Regions from separate parts of the Mus musculus genome. Here regions 1, 3, 4, 5 and 6 are each linked to region 2. The links are chromatin contacts, called in public HiCAR-type and promoter capture Hi-C maps. All regions are on one chromosome and are shown on one strand. Each heading gives the region's core, a stretch centred on a gene start, on an enhancer-like site or on the middle of the called end of the contact. The rest is flanking DNA. Distances are from core to core; before and after follow the strand shown. Region 1 holds the start of Aicda (activation-induced cytidine deaminase). Region 2 holds the start of Usp5 (ubiquitin specific peptidase 5 (isopeptidase T)). Region 3 holds the start of Foxj2 (forkhead box J2). Region 4 holds the start of Gdf3 (growth differentiation factor 3). Region 5 holds the start of Rimklb (ribosomal modification protein rimK-like family member B). Region 6 holds the start of Nanog (Nanog homeobox).

Region 1 (3,191 bases), core at 246-2,745, 2.3 Mb before region 2:
TTGGCCAAAGTAGGGCAAAGGTCCGGGCCTCATCCTGTGAGACAAGTTAGAGGGACTTGTCCACCCACCACCTGGGTTCCCTTAACCCTGTAATGTCACGGCTGGTGCTGGTTACTCCCGGTGCCCTGAAATTTTTTTCCCAGGAATTCATTAATTCACTAGTGAGGGAAATTGTGTCTCTGATAGTGATGTGATAATGCAGAGGAAATTAATTAGAGGAAGAAGGAGGATGGGGGCTCATTAACATTTCAGATATGATATCCAGGGAAGGCTAAACTGCCAGGGAGTAAGCCAAGTCCTGAACTATGAGACTTTGCACAGAGAGATTTCACAGCAACAAAATAGGGGCAGGGGCATGTGCTGTGTGCATGCAACGGGATCCAGTCTCTAGCTCAAGACTGGTCTGGTCTATATAGAAAGTTCCAGACCAGCCAGAGGAGCTACATAATGACACCCTATCTAAAAAAAGGAAGGGAAGGAAGGAAGGAAGGAAGGAAGGAAGAAAGGAAGGAAGGAGGGAGGGAGGGAGGGAGGGAGGGAGGGAGGGAGGAAAGAAGGAAGGAAGGAAGGAAGGAAGGAAGGAAGGAAGGAAGGAAGGAAGGAAGGAAGGAAGAGTATAAGAAAGGAAGGAAGGAAGAAAGCAAAGGATGTTCTTCCAGATGATCAGGGTTCAGATCCCAGCAACCACACATGGTGGCTTTCAACCGCCTGCTGGTCCTCTGCAATAGAAATAAGTGCTCTTAATCACTGGGCCAGCTCTCCAGGCCTCCAGTAAGGTATTTTTAATGAGGAAAAAGAGTTCTTTTTTAAAAAAAAAATACTTTTTGACACACACACACACACAAAATTAAAATAAATCACTTTTTGGTGCAAGCAACTAGTCTTTCTAGCTATCTTATAATGTCATTTTAAAAAAAGAAAAATATATTAGAGAATTAGGAGGCTAAAGTTCACTCTCTGGATGCTGTGGTGGTCAACCCCCATCTCTACTGAGGCATAAAACTGAGTGTAACAAACGGAAGGAACAGATACTGTAAGTTCAAGAAGCACAAGATGCATTTAAGGCCACTTTAAGTCACTATGACTGCTATCATTCTTGTTATCACAATTTTAAAATTAGGAAGCATGCACAGACCTTAGGTGTGATACCTGGGACCCCCCCACACACACACACACACACACTCACAGAGCTCATTATCATGATACCAATGTGAAAAGTGTCCAGTGCTATTGTCTCCTGATCTTTGTTACCTGTGGTACCTGGGCTGGCTTTTTAGAGGAACAGCCTCGAAGGAAGTTGGACATTAAGCATGAGCAGAACTGCCCCCCGCCCCCCAATCATTTAATCCGTGTGGCTCTGCCCACCACAGCCCCGCCCATCTTTACTGGACCCAACCCAGGAGGCAGATGTTGGATACCTGGTGGTAGTGATGCTGTCGTGGGGGAGGAGCCCACAAGAGCAAGCTCAGATTTGAATGCCAGGGGCCAGTGCTCTGTCACACAACAGCACTGAAGCAGCCTTGCTTGAAGCAAGCTTCCTTTGGCCTAAGACTTTGAGGGAGTCAAGAAAGTCACGCTGGAGACCGATATGGACAGGTAACAAGACAGTCTCATCTGCTTGTGCATGTGCTCCAGTAGTGCTGGCTGCCTGTCTGGATGGAGGCTTTGCCTGTCAGTGCGCGAATTTCCTCGTCTGCTTGCCACCCTCTGCTCAGGTCTTTTGGGTTTTGGACCTAACTCTGACCACGAAGTTCTTCCCTTCCCCCGGTTTCTCTCTTCTCTGTGTTGCTAGAGATAGGAAGCCTTGACTTGTCCTGAGATTTGGGCAGAGCTAGAGCCGGCTTGTGGTAATAACAGCGAAGCCTTAGAGGCCCGCGCCACAAAGAGGTCGTAGCAACTCCTTACTAAAAACAGTAGTGGTTATTTTCACAATTATTTGGCAAATATCCAACATCTTAAGACTCGCATGGGGAGTCTTTACAGGAATTATTTAGTTATAGCAAGAAGATTTGTACTTCTCAAAAAAAAAAAAAAAAAAAAAAAAACTAAACATTTGAGATGAATTGCTTGCAACTCATTACAATGGTGTCTATTGAAGGAGAGAATTTCATTAAGACAGGCAATTTAGTGTTATAGACTCAACTGTTAGACACTTGGTGACATTTTTACTGTTTAATTCATCTATGCAGAGATTTCTTAGCTTCTTGAAAGCTTTTATATGCAGCTCATGATGAGCCATTATCAGAAATTTCTCTCTTGATTTTTACATTTATTGCCAGTGTGTGAGTCACTATGCCTAAAGCCCATACACTTGAGCTCACTTCCGTTTGGCTATGAGGTTTAGAATATGGAGTTAATATAGCTAATGGTAGCAGGGTGTTCTTCAGATTCCAGATTTTTCCTTTCTTGTCTTCCTTCTTTCTTTTTGTTACCCTTCTCCTACCCCCTCTTCTTCTCCCCCTCCTCCTCTTCCTCCCTCCTCCCCATCTCTTCCCCTCCTCTTCTCCCTCCTCCCCCTCCTCTTCCCCTTCCCCTCTTCCCCCTCTTCCTCCTCTTCCTCCTCCTTCTCCTGCTCCCCATCTCTTTCCCTCCTCTTCTCCCTCCTCCTCCTCCTTTTGCCCCTTCTCCTCTTCCCCCTCCTCCTCTTCCTTTTCCTTCTCCTCCTTCTCCTCCTCCCTCTCCTCCCCCTTTCCTCCTCCCACTCTCCCTCACCCCTATCAGGGACCACATTGAAGACCTCACACATGCTAGACAAGTAATCTGCCACTTAATTACATCCTGAGCCCTCAAAAAGCAAACAGACAGACAGACAGACAGACAAACAAACAAACAAACAAACAAATGTTCACAGGAGGCAGGCAGACAGCATGAGCTGCTTCTGGGTTTATAGTGAATTTTGAAACCAAATCTGAGATCTATGTCCTGATGGAGAAGGGTCCGAGAGAAATGCATGAGCATGGCAAAATGCAAAGCAAAGACGAGGCTGAGATTCAGGGAGAAGCAAACAAGACAGTGGAGAGACACAGGATGGCACGGCATGGACTGGAGCAAGGGCAGCGGGTAACTCAAGGCAGCCCTGCTACTAGGCTGGGATTATTTTTAACCCCTTGAGTCTGGTTTGCATTGCTGGGGAAGCAGCTAAGGTTCTGCCTCAAGGAGCACAGCTGTCTCAGCAGCTGGCGATCTACAGG
Region 2 (3,417 bases), core at 181-2,680:
TCTTCAGATGAAAATAAAAGGTGCTGGCTTCATCGCTGGTGGAAAACCGTGCCGGGCAATCATCCTTTACTTCTACTAAGGCCAACCTGAGAGAAGCAGAGCTTATCTGGGGCGCTGATCAAAGCCCAGCAAACCAAGCAAAGCACAAATCACAGGACTGGTCCTGAAGTGGGCATCACATTATGCTGCTATACTTGGCACTGGGGATGCATTAATGAAGCCTTTCCAGTCTGACTTGCAGTTTTCAGGCCATGAGCTGGTCTGGCTTAAAGCTCTGGGCAGGGCCCAACAACCGCTAGAGGGGAGGGGTGATGAAGGGGGCGGATCCCAACCAAACTGCGGCCCTTTCAGTTAGGGCCTGAAGGCTCCTCTCTGGCTGAAGATGACACAGGAAGGCAGAACTGCAGGAAGGGAGGTACAAGGTGGAGCCTGCAGAACGTGAAGCACGGTGTGGGTGGCGGCTTTGTCTAACTAGACAAGAGTGGGAGCAAGACGAGAAAGGGGCCTTAGCATCCTCCAAAGAAACCCTTTCTAAGGAATACTTGAGAGAGGGGTTGTCTCGGCAACCTGTGAAGGACGGAGGAATGGGAGGGGTCGCGGCTATAGTTCACTTCAAAGGAAAAAACGACTAGAACTCTCCATTGGGTATTTTTCCTCCTCCCTGACCAATGGCCCACCTCCTCATCCCCTGTCCAAATTAACCACTAGTGGAGGCTATTTAACTCAGTGTTTCTCTAAATCGGACTTCTTCACAGATTGGCATCCTCTTCCAGACTAGAAGCTGCAGGATACATACCTTCCCAATCTCAACCCTTGCCCTGAACAGCGGGGAGTCGCCCCTACTCCTCCCACATGAAACTACAAAACCCGGAGAGCCCTGCGCAACGTGCAAGGCCACATTCAAGGGTTTTTCTGGGAGTCGCCTGGGGGATGTAGTTCGCCGTACGGGTTACAATTCGAACTTAGAATAGGAACTAGGGACATGGCCAACTACAATGCCCATAATGCTTCACGAGACCAGGAGTGGGCAAGGCGAGAGCTGTAGCTTCCGGGAGTGGTAGTCATACTACAGCTACAGAGAATGAAAAGCAAAAGCAGAGAGGTATGGAGAAAACTACAAGTCCCAGGGTGCATCGCAAGGAGGCGGTAGCCCAAGGTTTGCAGGCCTGGCCGAATGACCAGGGCAATGGAAGGAAGTCGTGGTCGTCGCGGGCGTGGGGAATGGGCTTACCGGCGTGTCGAAAGAGAAAGCGCACTCGTCTTTATGGACCCGGTCTCCCGCCTTGGGGACACGGATCGTCGGTAACACTGACAGCAGCGCCTCTTCACTCAGCTCCGCCATGACACCGGCAGCAGCTCCTCCTCACACAGCAGCTCCCACTGTACCTAGTACCGCCCCCCTCCGTCTCTCGCATCCAATGAGCGCGACTCAGTGTGCGCATGCGCTAAAGGCAAGACGCGCGAGATCGGCAGTTGGACCCAGCCTGCCTCCTGGCGCTCCACCCTCTGCCCCCACTCAGCGAATACCAATAAAAAGCGCCGCGGGTACAACTGATGGCCGAAAGGACCAATCCTGCTCTCCCAGGGCAAGTGCTCATGTGGCGGTTCCAGGAGGGCTGGGAGTTGCAGGAGCTGTGATTCAAGGACTCTAGAATGCCTTACGTGCAGAGCAGAAACTGTGAATTGTTTAAACGCATTGATTACTGAAACTTTGCCAAGGACTCGTCCAATCAGAAAGCACTTGTCTTGGTATTTGAAAAGCAGTAGTCAATGAGGCGATTTTGAGAGATGCGTGATAACTCCGTCAACCAATAAGGATGGCTGTTTCGCTTTAGACAAACCATATTAACTCCGTCTCCAGCTGGCTTTGTGCATACAGTCTGATAACTCATTCTATTTTGTTTAATGAAACAGAAAGGCCGAGTGGCACCCATCAAGTCCACCGCTGTCAGGCTGATACTAAACAAAAGTCCCCAGCTCACGGAGCCACCACCGGAGGGCAAGCCAGTCCTCAGCCCATTGGCCAGTCCTCATGATAGACATCCTTCAGACCAATGGCTTTCTGCTCCGGAAGGCGCATTTTCCACAACTGGCCTATGAGAGTCTGCTTCGGCTTAGCCAATAGGGTCGGGGCAGGGGGCGTGGAGGGAAGTTTGAAACTCCGGGCTTTGGGAGTTATTTCTCTAGCTGGTGTTCGGGCAGAGGTCGAGCTGGGGCCCGGTAAGTAATGTGAATGAATTAGTGGTTAAATACGAAGGCTCCCGCAGACCTGACTGCTCTGTTAAAAATCTCCATTCGTTATCCTTGCAGAGTTCTCTGGGCTAGCGACCCGGAGGTTCCTCTGCTGGAAGCTGGGAAGATCGGGTGGGTATGGGGTCAGAGGTCCGACACGGAAGCAGTAAGCTCTGAGTCTCTTCTGACGGACGTCCCTTCCTCTGCATCTGCACAGCCGGGCCCCGTCCCCAGCCCCAGTGGAGATGGGTTCGACTCAGAGCGTCTCAGGCACTCCAGCACGGCCTCTGCCACGCAACAAGCAAGTGGCTCGAGTAGCAGACCCTCGTTCACCTAGTGCTGGCATCCAGCGCACTCCTATTCAGGTATACTGGGCTGGGCTGGGGAATGCAGGGAGGCTGTCTGGATGCGGGCCTCTGCCTAGCTTGTTTACATGAGCCCTCATTCCCACTGCCACTGGAACCCTACTTTCTCCATCCCTCCCCCTTTTATTATTTATTTTTGAGGCTCTAATATAATCTTGTCATATCTGCCTGTCCCTCCCTCCAAACCCTTCCGTATACCCCTCCTTGCTGTCTTTCAAATACATGATCTCTTTTTTCATTAGCTGACTTTCTGCCTTTTTTTTTTTTTTTTTTTTTTAAAGACGGGGTCTCACCATGTAGCCCTGTCACAATGGAGACCAGGTTGGCCTCAAACATATAGAGATCCTCCTGCCTCCCAAGTACTGAGATAAAAGGCATGTGCCATTACCGTGCCTGGCAACTTTCTGCATTCTTTAACCTGCACTGGGCAGTCGCAGGTCTGGCTAGAAATATGGGGAGGAGATAAAGGTCAGGGCCCAGACTTTTTTTTTTTTTTAAAGATTTATTTATTTATTTTGTATATGAGTACCCTGTTGCTGTCTTCAGACACACCAGAAGAGGGCATCAGATCCCATTACAGATGGTTGTGAACCACCATGTGGTTGCTGGGAATTGAACTCAGGACCTCTGGAAGAACAGCCAGTGCTCTTAACCGCTGAGCCATCTCTCCAGCCCAGGGCCCAGACTTATTCTAACCTGTGGTATTGACAGGTAGAGAGCTCTCCACAGCCAAGCCTACCAGCAGAACAGCTGAACGGTCTCAAACAGGCACAAGACCCAGATCCCCGCTCTCCTACTCTTGGCATTGCACGGACACCCA
Region 3 (3,248 bases), core at 601-3,100, 2.0 Mb before region 2:
AATACTTGCCATTGTATAGGGTTGTGCTTTTGTGGTGCTAGGGATAGAGGCCAGGGCCTCATGCTTGCCAGGCAAGCCCTCTACCAGTTGGGCTGTAAGCCTGGCCCCATCTTATCCTTTTTACAGATAGGGTCTCATGATATAGTTTAGCTGCCCTTGAAATCAAGATCCTCCTCTAGCTGCCCTTGAACTCAAGATACTCACAAGTGGGTGCCACTAGGCTGGAGGAAATGAATCTTTTCACATGGATACTGGAAGTGTGGGGAGGGAAGAGGCTTTGTTAGGGGGCTCACTGACTGGCAATTTGAGAATGACATGTTTTCCCAGTTTAAGCCAACAATGTACTAGAGGTTTAGACCCTGGCTCTAAGGCCATTTGGGTTCAACACCTGACACAAAGTAACACTACGAATTGCATAATGGTGCGAATTACATGAACTCAGACACAAACAATATCTTCAAGCTGTAGTTACACTCTAAAGGCCTGATACTGCTGCATGGAATTGCCAGTAAGAATCAAGTGTGATAACACACGGAGAGTGTGAAGCCTTAATGCAGACGTTGTATGTGTAATGTGGTTATATGTACAAGAATGTAAGTAAATGGCAGTAGGCATATATTTAGCCAGAAGACAAATGACATCTCTTTCTACAGGGAGTCATCAAACTGTCATCTTTTTGAGCAATTCAAATATCAAGTGAACAATTTCTTTTGTCTTATCATTTTATAATAGAACACAATTGGAGAAAAGTAAGCCAGAGGGTGATATACCTAAGAGTTTGTACTGGAATAGCATGACTGGGGAGGTAAGAGATGGGCTAACCTGGTTCTATTTCCTGTCCCAGGATGGAGATTATTCTGTAAGAAGTAGAGGGATGTGCTGAGAGCCCATTCTATCTCCCTGTGGCACTCAGGATAACATAGTCTATAGAAATGTCACTTGACTTTAGCACAAAGGTAAAAAAAAATGACATTTTATAAGGGAAATGAATAATCATGCTTTGAACCCTTTGTGTACTAGACCATTTTAAAAAGCAACTCGTAAATCATTTCCTTTGGTGACTGCGACATCCATATTAGTAGGCAGGCCAGAGTATCATAGTCCCTTCTTCACAGGCTATGCTTCCAGAAACTAGGGCCTTGCACAAGTTTGCAGAGCCGAAACTAACACAAGACCCCATTTCCCGATGCTCATTTCTCTATAACAGACTCATTTATCTTTTTATACATCCTCGATCCAATCTTTCACTGACCTCCAGGATAAGAGTAAACTTTAACTTCACGCCCGGCCCTATAACCCTTTATAAGCTGTCTGGAAGAGAAAGAGAGGAGCCATCAAATGCGTTTCTGAGAAAACTGGGAATACTTGTCTTAGGCGTAGACCACAGCACAATGAGAGGTGTGTGTGGCCCTTAGCGTGGACGCTGGCATCGCCAGTGCCCGGGACGGAGGGTCGGCGACCCGTGGGCTGCGGGGCTCCGCGCTCCTCCTTAACCCGCGCCGGGAGGCGGCGGCCGCGGCGGCGGGAGGGGGAGGGGCGCGGAGCGCGGCGCCGAGGCCGGGGAGGAGCCGGGGCCTGCAGCGGAGCTGAGCCGAGCCCGAGCCGAGCCCCGACGCGCTCCGTCCGCCTGCCGGCTCCTGGCTGCCCCGACCGGTCGGAGCCTCAGAGGTGGCAGCGCGGGGAGCCCCACGCTCCGGGAAGCGCGGCGGACGGGGGACGTGACCCGGGAGGCGCTGCCGCCCGGCAGCGGGTGACGGGAGCCCGGACCGCGGCCTCCGGGACCCTGCTGTCCAGGCCGGCCGGCCAGGCGGGCGGGAGCCGGAGTGCGAGGACCCCACCCTCGGGACACCCTGTGCCGGGACCTGCTCCCTCTCCCTTGGGAGGGAGGACCCTCCCTACTCCCCGGACAGCCAGAAGAGATCGCCGCAGGGCACGCGGCTGTCCCTCCCACGGTGGCTCCAGCGGAGACCCCCAGAAGTCGGGAAGGGTAGTGAGACCTGAAGGACCCGGAGTGAGACCTCCCTCACGCCTCAGCGCACTCCAGACAGTTTGGGACTTTTGAGGCAGAGAGAAAGGGAGCCATGCCTGTGGAGTAGGCACCCCGCATCCCACCCGGGACTCACCGCGGAGAGGCGTCCTGATACGCACAAGCCAGGACCCTCCAGGGAACCGCCAGGAATTGGTTCCAGTTTGCTGGAGAGTAGAAGACCTCGCCCCTCAACTTCCGTGCACCTAGACAGTGGACCGGGGCAGAGCCCCTCCACTCAGATCTCCAACTGACAGAAAGAGCCCTCAGCCCCTGAAAGATCCAGTTTGGGGGGGGAGGGGGATTCCCCCAAAGGGGAGGAGACAACTCCTGGCTGGGAGAGGCTCCTCCCCTCCTCCCTAGGGTAGCAGGCAGGGGGTGGGGGGTGTGCCATCTTCCCCAGGTAGGTCCTCCCTCTCCCCCTCCTCCTCCTTCGACTCCTCTTCCTCAGGGGACTCAGTTCCCTGCTCCAGCCTGGGAGGCTCCGCCAGGCACTGGAAGAGTCACTGAGGATGCCACCTGTCACCTGCCTCTGAAGAGGGGAATCCCTGCAACCTCAAACTTCTGTACCAGGTGGTTTCCTCCAGCGGCGGGGGGAGCCTTGGAGACAGGTTAGTGCTTTCCGTTCTGTAGTCTTTAGACACCAGGAGGTGTGGGGAGCGGAAATGGTGGAGCTTAGGGTTCATTCGAAGGGAAGAAGAAAGACCCCTGGGAAATGTCTTCCGATGGAACTTTTGCACTGGAACCCACATGTTGCTTCAGAGACTCTGAGAAATGGCCTTTTAAGATTTTGGAGTCCAAAGGGTTGGGTCATTTGCAGCCCCTAGAGAAGTTGATGCTTTGGACTGAGAACAGACAACAGGTGCGTTTTCAGGACGCCATGGTGTTAGTAACTCAGGACACAGCACAGTCAGAATCCCACAGCACTGTCCATCTTTGGGTCTTGTCCTCTGGTGACTGGACCTGCAGTAAATGACCTGCAGTCGTGGGGGCATTTTATGGATTGTATTGTATCGTCCAGGGCATGCCTAAGTCAGTTTAATATTCAACAGACGTCTTCTTTCCAGTCTATTACAATGACTGCTTGCCTGACTGGCGACAGGTCCCCGCCCACTCTGTCTTGGATACCAGGAGGGAGGCCCCTTTTGACAACCCTACTTCAGGCTGGATATCTGCCTCTCTGTGTAAAATCCAAAGGGAAATGCGAATGCACATGTCCTGG
Region 4 (2,993 bases), core at 358-2,857, 2.2 Mb before region 2:
GTAAAACTTGTGGCCAGTCTGAGCTGCAAGAAAGAGCTGCAGACCAGGATAGTGTCTCAAAACAAAATCCACCCAAGCCAGGAAAAAAACAGTTACCAGAAAGACTACGCATCTGAATGCCAATGCAGGAATGTGGACTCTCCCAAGAGGCTCCAACTTTGAATAAGAATCAAGTAGGGAAAGAAAGGACCGCAGCCTAAGGCTAGAAGAAACTACTTTTCAAACATCAAACGGGTGGCTTGTGCAATTTGGTGGTCAGTTTAAAAAGCTATGGGATGGCAGTCCCTCAGAATTTTATAAGAGTGTAACTGTGCCTTAGATTAACACCATTGGTCTGTATTTTTAAAAAGTCAAGTCACGCATGATGGCGCCTGCCTTTAATCCCAGCACCTGGGAAGCAGAGGTAGGGGGTGTCTCTTGAATCCAAGGCCATGCTGGTCTAGAAAGAGACCCCCAGGGCAGGCAGGGCTACACAGAGAAACCCTGTGTTGAAGAAACAAACAAAATGAAATAAAATAATTAATAAAATATAAATAGATAAAATCAAGAGATGTGCTGGCTTTTAATCCTAGCACTCAGTACTTGGAAGCAGAGGCAGGTGGCTCTTGCTCTAAGGTATACATAGCAAGTTCCAGGACAGCCAGGGCTACACAAAGAGACGTGCTTTTGCATCTAACAAAAGTAACACAGAGGGGATAGAAAGAAAGATGGCTGCATGCTTAAGAGGACCGGAGCTCATTTCGCAGCAGCCATGCGGTTGGGCAGCTCACAACCTCCTGTAACTTCTGCTCCAGGGGATCTGACACCTCTGAACTCTTAGGATAGGCATGCACAAAAACATATTAAAAACAGGGAGAGAGTAAGCAGGAGAAAAGAGAAGGGAGGTGGTGGGGAACCGCTGACTTTTAAAACCTACCTTGAATTCGGTCTCACCCAAGGTGTGACATTGTCTAGCTCTCGGAATGCTGACCTATAGTCTAAACCCACTCTCTGTTAACTGTAAATTAAATTCTGCTAAACCGGCACCGCGGTAGTTAGACTAGCGTGGAGAGGTGATAAGAACACGTGCCTTCCTCTGGGCTGATCTTGGAACCAAGACAGAATGTGCAAGATCCAAGGCCAGACTCCGGCCAGCCATGGTGTCCATCTGTATCCTCCTCCCTGCTCCACAGCACCCACTTGAGATTTTTCTCTGATAAACCCTCGGGTTCCTTACCCTGGTCTGGGAGAAGCTGAAGCAGGTTCCCACGAACACCCAGCTCCTTCACGTAGCATAAGTCCTGCGAGGCCCCACTGGCTGCAGCGGCTTCTCGAGCCCGGATGATTTTCCTTAAGACGCGAGGCACAGGTTGGAACCTGTGAGGTGAAGGCGCTTTCTCTAATCCCAGAAACTGCAAAAGGTCAGAGTCTTGAAACTCGGATGTCTGGCCCCAGGGCAGGGTTAACAGAAGGAAGCCAAGCGCCAGAAGCCGTTGATAAGGCTGCATGGTCGTCTGAGCCAGGGTAGAGCAGCCTCTGGGGTGCGCAGCTCAGCGGTCTAGCCTCCTCTGCTCAATTCAGGAGCCTGGGAGCTAATCAAGTGTGAATTGCTCTCTTCTCAGCCCCTCAGAGGCAATTCAATGTGAAAAGACAGATGGTGTGTGTGTGTGTGTGTGTGTGTGTGTTTTCTCCTTCTACTCCCCGCGGGTTGGTCAGCAGTGTACAGCGTGAGTGAAAAGGAAGACACACTCATTCAACACACAGACATTAGTGTGTCTGTGATATGCAAGGCAATAAGATAACTTCTGGGAGCACAGTAGAGAATAATTTATTATATGTGTAATTTTGAGAGGGGGTCTCTTGTGTCCTAGATTGACCTTCAACTTGTTTCTCTTTTAACAAGATATTTGTTTGTTTGTTTGTTTGTTTGTTTGTTTATTATGCCTGTGAGTGGGTTATGCATGCCACAGTACAGGGGCGGAGCTCCCAGGTCAATTTGCAGGAGTTGGTCTCGTCTTCCGAATGGGTCCCAGGAATTGAACTCAGATTATCAGGCTTGGTGGCAAGCACCTTTACCCACTGGGGCACCTTGCTGGCCCAAGTTTGAACTTCTAATCTAGTCTACCTATCGCTCCCAATGAGATTGGATGAGATGCATGGTATGGAACTCTGGGCTGAAAACACGCTAGGCAAGCACTCTGGTCACTCCTAGCCCTGTAATCAATCAATCTCTCAATCTCTCTCTCTCTCTCTCTCTCTCTCTCTCTCTCTCTCGATTGCTTTCTTCCTTCCCTTCCCTTCCCTTCCCTTCCCTTCCCTTCCCTTCCCTTCCCTTCCCTTCCCTTCCCTTCCCTCCTTCCTTCCTTCCTTCCTTCCTTCCTTCCTTCCAGAAATGGTGTCTTGCAGGAACTAATTACAAACCTCTTATCCCTGTACTCAGGAAGCAGAGATAGAAGAATAAAAATATAATACCAACTTCAATCATATAGCAAGTTTGAAGCTAGCTTGAGCTACATTGAGACCTAACTTAGAGTGGGGGTGGGGTTGCTATCTTTCCCAGGGGAGTCAGAATCCTGGGTTTAGGTAGTCCTTCCACACTGTCCAGAAAACTGTGACTGAGCTGTCAGTGTGCTGCCACGCCCAGTTCACTATGATTCTCTTAGTTTGGGATGCAGAGAGGACTCAGTGGTTAAAAGCACTTGCTGCTCTTCCAGAGGAGCCAAATTTGGTTCCTAGAGCCCATATCTGGCAGCTTATAGCTGTCTTCAGGGGATTGAACGCATCTGGCCTCACTCAGCAGGCACCTGCACACATGTGCACATACCCATATGCAGGCACACAACCTATGCAAAATTAAAAACAATAAAAATACATTTTTATAATTTTATACTTCATAGTCTAAGTACAAAAACACTAACTGGCAGTGTAGCTCAGTGGTGGATACTCAAGATCCTGGGTAACACTGTAAAAAAAAAAAAATCCCAACATAAAAAAAAAAAGATGTTTTTAACCAG
Region 5 (2,977 bases), core at 420-2,919, 2.3 Mb before region 2:
GCCCAGCAGTTCAATGGCCAAAGAGGAAATGGGGGGTAAGGGGGAGAGATAACTTTGTCATTCTAACCCCCCATGCAACTACTGAAGTGTATATTCAACAGGGGCTCAATTTTTTTTTCTCCATAAAACTTGTCCAGTATAAACTAACAGAAGCCAGATGGTAGCTGGTGGGCATCGGGCAACAGGCTAAATGTAGGTTAGGCACCGAGCTCTTTATGAGATGTAAAAAGAAAGAGGACCCAGGCGGTTCTTGACTGGGTTGACTGGGTGACTGTCTAGCTCGTAGCTTTTTTTTTTGTCAGAATCGGACAAAACACTCCCCAACACATGGACTCTAGTACCTTAAGGAGCTACCAGAAAACGGAGATGAAAATAGTTTGACAAACTAAGAAGCAATGACACGAGGGACTAGAAGAGACCTACTATAAAAGACTAACAATGGTTTGGGTTACAACTGACTGAAATGTCCTTGTTTTCTTCCAAGTATCTTTAAATATATATTATCAACTGTTTTAAAACAGAAGAAATAACCTCCAACGTACCCGTTATGAAGGAGAAGAGACTTAAATGGCACTTAAATCTTTGGGATTTTGGTTAATGATTTAAGAATGTCTAGGAAAAAAAAAAGCCAAACAACGAAAAACTCTCCATATTCAACTGATATACTTTCCACATAGATTTGGAATTTAACCCAACTTCAGGCATTGGGAAAACTGCAGGCAATTGTTGGGAAAATAGCACTGAAAATTCACATTCAAGGTATATACAGGTTGGTTAGTAAAAAACCTCATTGATTTAACACTCCGTCTCTATTCATGAATTACAGGGATTACAAACCTGGGATGAGAAACAATAAATTAATAGGACTTAAGTTGTTCTCTATCCGGATGTGGGGGATCTACTCTAGTCAAACATTCAATTTGGTAACCTTCTTCCTTCTTGTTCCAAAGGTTGTTAAAGAAAAAGAAAATAGAAACAGCCGATCGCTACTCTAAATTGTACTCCTTGGGATGGACGTAGTAACATCAGGGTGAGGCTCGTAGCATCCTCCTGCCTCGGTCACGTCAAATTCTTCAGAGGAAACAAGGACAGTGGCGACAACCACACCCCTGAGGACAGCCGAGCAGCCGGCAGGTTTTACTCTAAGCAGCATTCCCAAGCTTACCACACCCCCTCGGCGACACGGGCAACCAGCCTAATTTCCACGCCGCGACCGCCGCCTCACGCCCCCTCCCGCAGGCAGCCGACTCTCAGCTTCCGCCGACTGTGGTACCCAGCGACCACCGGCCTCCGGCGCCCGCCCCCGCGCAGCGCCGCGCCGCGCCGAGTCCGCTCCCGCCGCCGCCGCCGCCGCCGAGCTCGGCTCCGGGTCGCCGGCCGAAGCCTCAGGCTCGAGGGCGCGCCCCCGGCCCACGCCCCCGCCGCCGCCGCCGCCCCGGGCGGCCCGCTGCTCACCTGGCCGCCGGCTCCTCCCTCGCCTGCCCGGCCGGCCGCCGCCTAGGAGCAAGCGCGGGCCGCGGGAAGTCCGCTGAGGAGGGGGAGGGGGCGGGATGCCGGGAGCCGCCTCCTTTCTCCTCGCCGCCGGCTCCCGCAGCCAGGCCGCGCGTCCTCACCCACTCGCCCACTTTCTCACGGCCTCGCGGTCGGCCGGCCTCTCCCTCCCTCCCCCCTCCCCCCGACGCCCGCACTCCCGTTCCTACACACTCGCTCACACCCGGCCGCCGCTCGCTCCCTCCCTCACTCGCCTGTCGCTCGACCGCGCGCGCGCGCGACCCCGCTCTCTCTCTCTCACACACACGCACTCACACACACACACTCACACACAGCGCACGACGCCGGCGAGGCCGCCCCGCGTCCCCCAGACCGAGGCGCCGCGCGCCCCCCGCCCGAGCCGAGGACCCGCGCGGCCCCGCCCCCGAGCGCCGCACTCGCGGGCGGGGGGCGGCGGCGGGCGGGGGGCGGGGCGGCGAGCGCGCTCGGCCGACTCCTGACACCTGCGAGGAGACCGCCCCGCCGCCGGAGGGGTAGCCGCGGGGCGCGCGCTCGCGAAGGGGAGGCACGCGGGCGCTCCAAGGACGCGCGCCTCGCCGCTCCACCCCCACCCCCCAAACCGTCCTCTCGGAGCCTGGAAAACGGGTAGGGGGCGAGGTTTGTTCCGCTCGGCACCGCGAGAGTAGGCCCTGCCGTTGTGCGCCCTCCCGCCCCGCGCAGCCCCTCCTTGGGCTGCGGCCGTGAGCGCTTTGATGCCCGCCGACCCCTCCGAGCCTCCGGCCGCGAGGTCTGGCCAGGGTACTCGCGCTGCCCGCTAAGGGGGCCAGCCACCCTCCCTCCCTAGCGTCCTGCCTCACCAGAAGGCAGAGATTTGGGGACAAAGATGATGGTAACTGTAATAGTCCGGATCTGCGATCGCACCGAAGACAATACCTCTGTATGGAAAGGCGCGTTAACTGCAGCCTCAGGCGAGCTTGGTACACTAAGGGAGGCTGAGGCAGGAGGATCACAGGCAGGCGATCCGATGCCTCAAAAATAAGCGATATGATAAATACTATGGGTTGGGCAGGTTCAAAGATAGACAAGGAAGCTAGAGCCAGCTTGGCGAGTTGATGTCAGAATAAACATCATATATTTTAGGAGCATTTCCTACATCCTGAAACCTAACAAATCGTCCAAAGAAGAGGCGAAACATTTGACCACAGTCCACTACTTAAGTCCCTTCTCTACACCATGAGTGAAGCCTTTACAATGAAAATGCATTCCTAAATAACTTCAGACATCAGATATGAGCTACAATTCAAACATGTTGTACCCCGTGTCAAGTCATAGCTACTGATTTCAGATCCCGAAGACCAGCAGCGCAGGTGGTTTTCTGTGGGTCACCACCCTTTCACAGAGGTCACCTAAGACCATGGAAAACAGATATTTGCATTACGATTCATAACCGTAGCAAAATTACAGTTAGGAATTAACAGTTGGGGGG
Region 6 (3,435 bases), core at 101-2,600, 2.1 Mb before region 2:
CTGTGGTGGCCATGGCGGCAGTGGTGGCACATACAGGCCTTTAATGCCAGCACATGGGAGGCAGAGGCAGTTGGCTCTCTGTGAGTTGGAAGCCAGCTTGTTCTACAGAGCAAGTCCCAGGACAGCCAGGGCTACACAGAGAAACCCTGCCTAGAATAATAACAAAACTCAAACAAACACCACCAACCCCCGCGCTCCGCCCCGCCCCCCCCAAAAAAAACCCCAAACCAAAAAGAGCCATTCAAGCTTAGTCTTTTGTAGAATAAAACCCAGGAAGAACCACTCCTACCAATACTCACTGTGGTAGAGTCTTCACATGGGAGATGTTACGAGAGGACGGCCCTTCCCTCTCTGCTTATACACAGAAGCCGACTTAAGCTGGGTTAGAGTGCTTTCACTCACTTATCTGTGAGCACAAGGACTGATCGGCAAACTTTGAACTTGGGATGTGGAAATAGGAAGATCAGGAGTTTGGGACCAGCTAGAGCAATAGACTGTGAGGCCAGTCTCGGGTACGTGAAACTCTATCTCAAAGAAATGACCAAAACCAAATTTGAAATACGATAAATTTCTTCTTCCATTGCTTAGACGGCTGAGGCACTTGGGATTGCAGTAAGTCTGAAGCCAGCCTAGGTTTTACAGTGAGAACTTGTCTCAAAACAAAACAGAAGGCCTCTACATTAATTTAAACACTCCTTAAATTGGGCATGGTGGTAGACAAGCCTGGTCTACATACTGAGTATAAGCTACTCAAGGCAACAGAGAAAAACCTGTCTCAAAACCAAAGCATGGACCAACTTACTAAGGTAGCCCGAGTCTTAAGCAGGACACAGGCTCTTTCTTCAGACTTGCGTTAAAAAGCCGCACTTTTGGAGGGAAGATTTCCCCAGGTTTCCCAATGTGAAGAGCAAGCAAGAAACGCTGAGTGCTGAAAGGAAAGCCGTGTATAAACAGAGACTTTGGCAGCAAGGTCTGACTCTTTCATGTCTGTAGAAAGAATGGAAGAGGAAACTCAGATCCCCCACTTGACCTGAAACTTCCCACTAGAGATCGCCAGGGTCTGGAGGTGCAGCCGTGGTTAAAAGATGAATAAAGTGAAATGAGGTAAAGCCTCTTTTTGGGGGGGGGGGATGTCTTTAGATCAGAGGATGCCCCCTAAGCTTTCCCTCCCTCCCAGTCTGGGTCACCTTACAGCTTCTTTTGCATTACAATGTCCATGGTGGACCCTGCAGGTGGGATTAACTGTGAATTCACAGGGCTGGTGGGGCGTGGGTGCCGCCTGGGTGCCTGGGAGAATAGGGGGTGGGTAGGGTAGGAGGCTTGAGGGGGGAGGAGCAGGACCTACCCTTTAAATCTATCGCCTTGAGCCGTTGGCCTTCAGATAGGCTGATTTGGTTGGTGTCTTGCTCTTTCTGTGGGAAGGCTGCGGCTCACTTCCTTCTGACTTCTTGATAATTTTGCATTAGACATTTAACTCTTCTTTCTATGATCTTTCCTTCTAGACACTGAGTTTTTTGGTTGTTGCCTAAAACCTTTTCAGAAATCCCTTCCCTCGCCATCACACTGACATGAGTGTGGGTCTTCCTGGTCCCCACAGTTTGCCTAGTTCTGAGGAAGCATCGAATTCTGGGAACGCCTCATCAATGCCTGCAGTTTTTCATCCCGAGAACTATTCTTGCTTACAAGGGTCTGCTACTGAGATGCTCTGCACAGAGGCTGGTAAGGAATTCAGTCCCCGAAGAACCCAGTAAATTAGGGTAAGAGTAGAAAAAACGGGCTGAAGGGTTATTGCTTCTTTATGAACCGTAGTAGTCATTAACATAAGCGGGTGTCCTTATCACTCTTCTGGAAACCCCTCTGAGTTTGACCGGTGATACGTTGGCCTTCTAGTCTGAAATAGAGATCCGGGACACAGGACGGAGCAATATAAGGCTCTTGTGTGTATTTGAGAACCTAAATATTTGGGCTCTTTGGAATATGTTCGGGGGCAGTGAGTGGTGTCTTCAGTAGCAGGGAGACCTAACATCCTAGCTTGGAATGAGCACCCCATTTTTTTGGTGAGGTTATACAGTTAGTTTGCAATTTGCCCAAATGGCCGTTTTCTCCAGCAGAAGCAGTTAGCATTTCTCTCAACCTTTGGGAATATGGATGTCACTTAGCAGTTCTGGGTTTGTGAGCTCAGTGCTCCTTCCAAACCCCAAACAAGTGTACACAGTTTAAGTCATTCATTCTTATAGCTAGCATCTGGAGCCAAGGTCTGAAGCTCATTGTCTGTACAGAGTCAGCCCAGTACTCAGGCTTGTAAATGGTAGAACCAAGAGGCTGCTAGGCTGTGTGTGCCACGGTGCTCAGGTGCGTGTTGTGATGCTCGGGTGTGTGCAGCGATGCTCGGGTGTGTGCAGTGATGCTCGGGTGTGTGCAGCGGTGCTTGGGTGTGTGGAGCGCTAGGAAGTGTGTGTCCCCTTTTTTCTGAGCTTTTAAGTTAATGTCTGTCATCTTGATTTTTCTGATTTATGGGTTCAATTTTTGATTTTTTTTTTGTTTGTTTTTTTTTGTTTTTTCGAGACAGGGTTTCTCTGTGTAGCCCTGGCTGTCCTGGAACTCACTTTGTAGACCAGGCTGGCCTCAAACTCAGAAATCCGCCTGCCTCTGCCTCTGCCTCCCTCAATTTTTGATTTTGGAGGTGGGAAAAGTGCTGGGTTAGGAATGAACGGGTGGGGATAGCCTTTGTAAGTGATGTGTGTTTTTAGAGCATGTGTGTAGAGCATGTGTGTTTGTAGTGCGTGCCCCTAGTGCCAGCAGATGGCATAATTTTCCATTTAGAAGCTGCTTTCAGGGCTGTCTACTTATTTGCTAGACTGCAGGCTAACCTCAGCATTGCCATCAGCGTGGAGCACAGATGTCTTCAGTGTAGGAGGTGTCTTCTACCTGCTGCTGGATCTAGGAAATGTTGGGGCAAAGCTTGGTGGAGGAGCACTTGTCTCTTGCTGAAGGCCCTGGAAAAAAACAAAAAAGCTAACCGAAGAGCTAGAGGGTCAAGGATAAGAGAAACGAATTTGGTTAACCGAAATTTTACTCTAGTAATTAATAATTAACTGGACCCTCTGACTGGCTGCTCTTGTACTAGCAGAAAAGATGGTGGGATATTTTTATTTATTTATTTTTTTAAAGATTTATTTATTATATGTAAGTACACTGTAGTTGTCTTCAGACACTCCAGAAGAGGGCGTCAGATCTTGTTACAGATGGTTGTGAGCCACCATATGGTTGCTGGGATTTGAACTCCAGACCTTCGGAAGAGCAGTTGGGTGCTCTTACCCACTGAGCCGTTGGATGCTCTTACCCACTGAGCCATCTCACCAGCCCCAGTGGGATCATTTTAAAATATACCTTTAAAAAAAAATTGGGGGTGGGGGGTGTCTAAACTCAGGACTG

The links. Promoter capture Hi-C pulls out the DNA fragments that hold promoters and counts their contacts. HiCAR-type assays count read pairs that join an accessible place to other places.
Region 1: a contact with region 2 is called in a promoter capture Hi-C map of pre-B cells, with 11 times the contacts expected there. The contact joins the promoter of Aicda here to the promoter of Usp5 in region 2. A contact is called at or near these places in 4 of 39 promoter capture datasets (cranial neural crest, liver, pre-B cells and 1 more).
Region 3: a HiCAR-type map of astrocytes shows a contact between it and region 2, with 4 times the contacts expected there. The contact joins the promoter of Foxj2 here to the promoter of Usp5 in region 2. A contact is called at or near these places in 5 of 39 promoter capture datasets (embryonic stem cells, hippocampal neurons, pre-B cells and 1 more), 1 of 484 Hi-C or Micro-C datasets (cardiomyocytes) and 4 of 115 datasets of contacts at active chromatin or transcription factors (astrocytes, embryonic forebrain, extraembryonic endoderm stem cells and 1 more).
Region 4: a HiCAR-type map of embryonic stem cells shows a contact between it and region 2, with 4 times the contacts expected there. The contact joins the promoter of Gdf3 here to the promoter of Usp5 in region 2. A contact is called at or near these places in 1 of 39 promoter capture datasets (embryonic stem cells), 1 of 484 Hi-C or Micro-C datasets (B cells), 1 of 115 datasets of contacts at active chromatin or transcription factors (embryonic stem cells) and 1 of 9 other capture datasets (adipose tissue).
Region 5: a contact with region 2 is called in a HiCAR-type map of astrocytes, with 4 times the contacts expected there. The contact joins the promoter of Rimklb here to the promoter of Usp5 in region 2. A contact is called at or near these places in 2 of 39 promoter capture datasets (cranial neural crest and second pharyngeal arch cranial neural crest) and 2 of 115 datasets of contacts at active chromatin or transcription factors (astrocytes and embryonic forebrain).
Region 6: a promoter capture Hi-C map of embryonic stem cells shows a contact between it and region 2, with 2.5 times the contacts expected there. The contact joins the promoter of Nanog here to the promoter of Usp5 in region 2. A contact is called at or near these places in 1 of 39 promoter capture datasets (embryonic stem cells), 3 of 115 datasets of contacts at active chromatin or transcription factors (all in embryonic stem cells) and 1 of 9 other capture datasets (adipose tissue).

Annotation. Positions count from the first base shown.
Region 1 is chr6:122,552,314-122,555,504 of GRCm38.p6, forward strand. Aicda (activation-induced cytidine deaminase) reads left to right here and starts at 1,496. Exons shown (of 5, transcript NM_009645.2): 1 at 1,496-1,596. The coding sequence starts at 1,589.
Region 2 is chr6:124,828,054-124,831,470 of GRCm38.p6, forward strand. Usp5 (ubiquitin specific peptidase 5 (isopeptidase T)) reads right to left here and starts at 1,431. Exons shown (of 20, transcript NM_001326594.1): 1 at 1,232-1,431. The coding sequence starts at 1,342. It overlaps Cdca3 (cell division cycle associated 3), which reads left to right and starts at 2,123. Exons shown (of 6, transcript NM_013538.5): 1 at 2,123-2,220; 2 at 2,450-2,597; 3 at 3,309-3,417. The coding sequence starts at 2,478.
Region 3 is chr6:122,818,334-122,821,581 of GRCm38.p6, forward strand. It overlaps Foxj2 (forkhead box J2), which reads left to right and starts at 1,851. Exons shown (of 11, transcript NM_021899.3): 1 at 1,851-2,637.
Region 4 is chr6:122,608,480-122,611,472 of GRCm38.p6, forward strand. Gdf3 (growth differentiation factor 3) reads right to left here and starts at 1,608. Exons shown (of 2, transcript NM_008108.5): 1 at 1,217-1,608. The coding sequence starts at 1,487.
Region 5 is chr6:122,484,636-122,487,612 of GRCm38.p6, forward strand. It overlaps Rimklb (ribosomal modification protein rimK-like family member B), which reads right to left and starts at 1,670. Exons shown (of 6, transcript NM_027664.1): 1 at 1,456-1,670.
Region 6 is chr6:122,706,215-122,709,649 of GRCm38.p6, forward strand. Nanog (Nanog homeobox) reads left to right here and starts at 1,351. Exons shown (of 4, transcript NM_028016.3): 1 at 1,351-1,719. The coding sequence starts at 1,569. RefSeq lists promoters at 1-1,565, 1,047-1,428, 1,091-1,496, 1,159-1,385, 1,301-1,491, cis regulatory regions at 1,144-1,149, 1,235-1,242 and an enhancer at 1,187-1,224.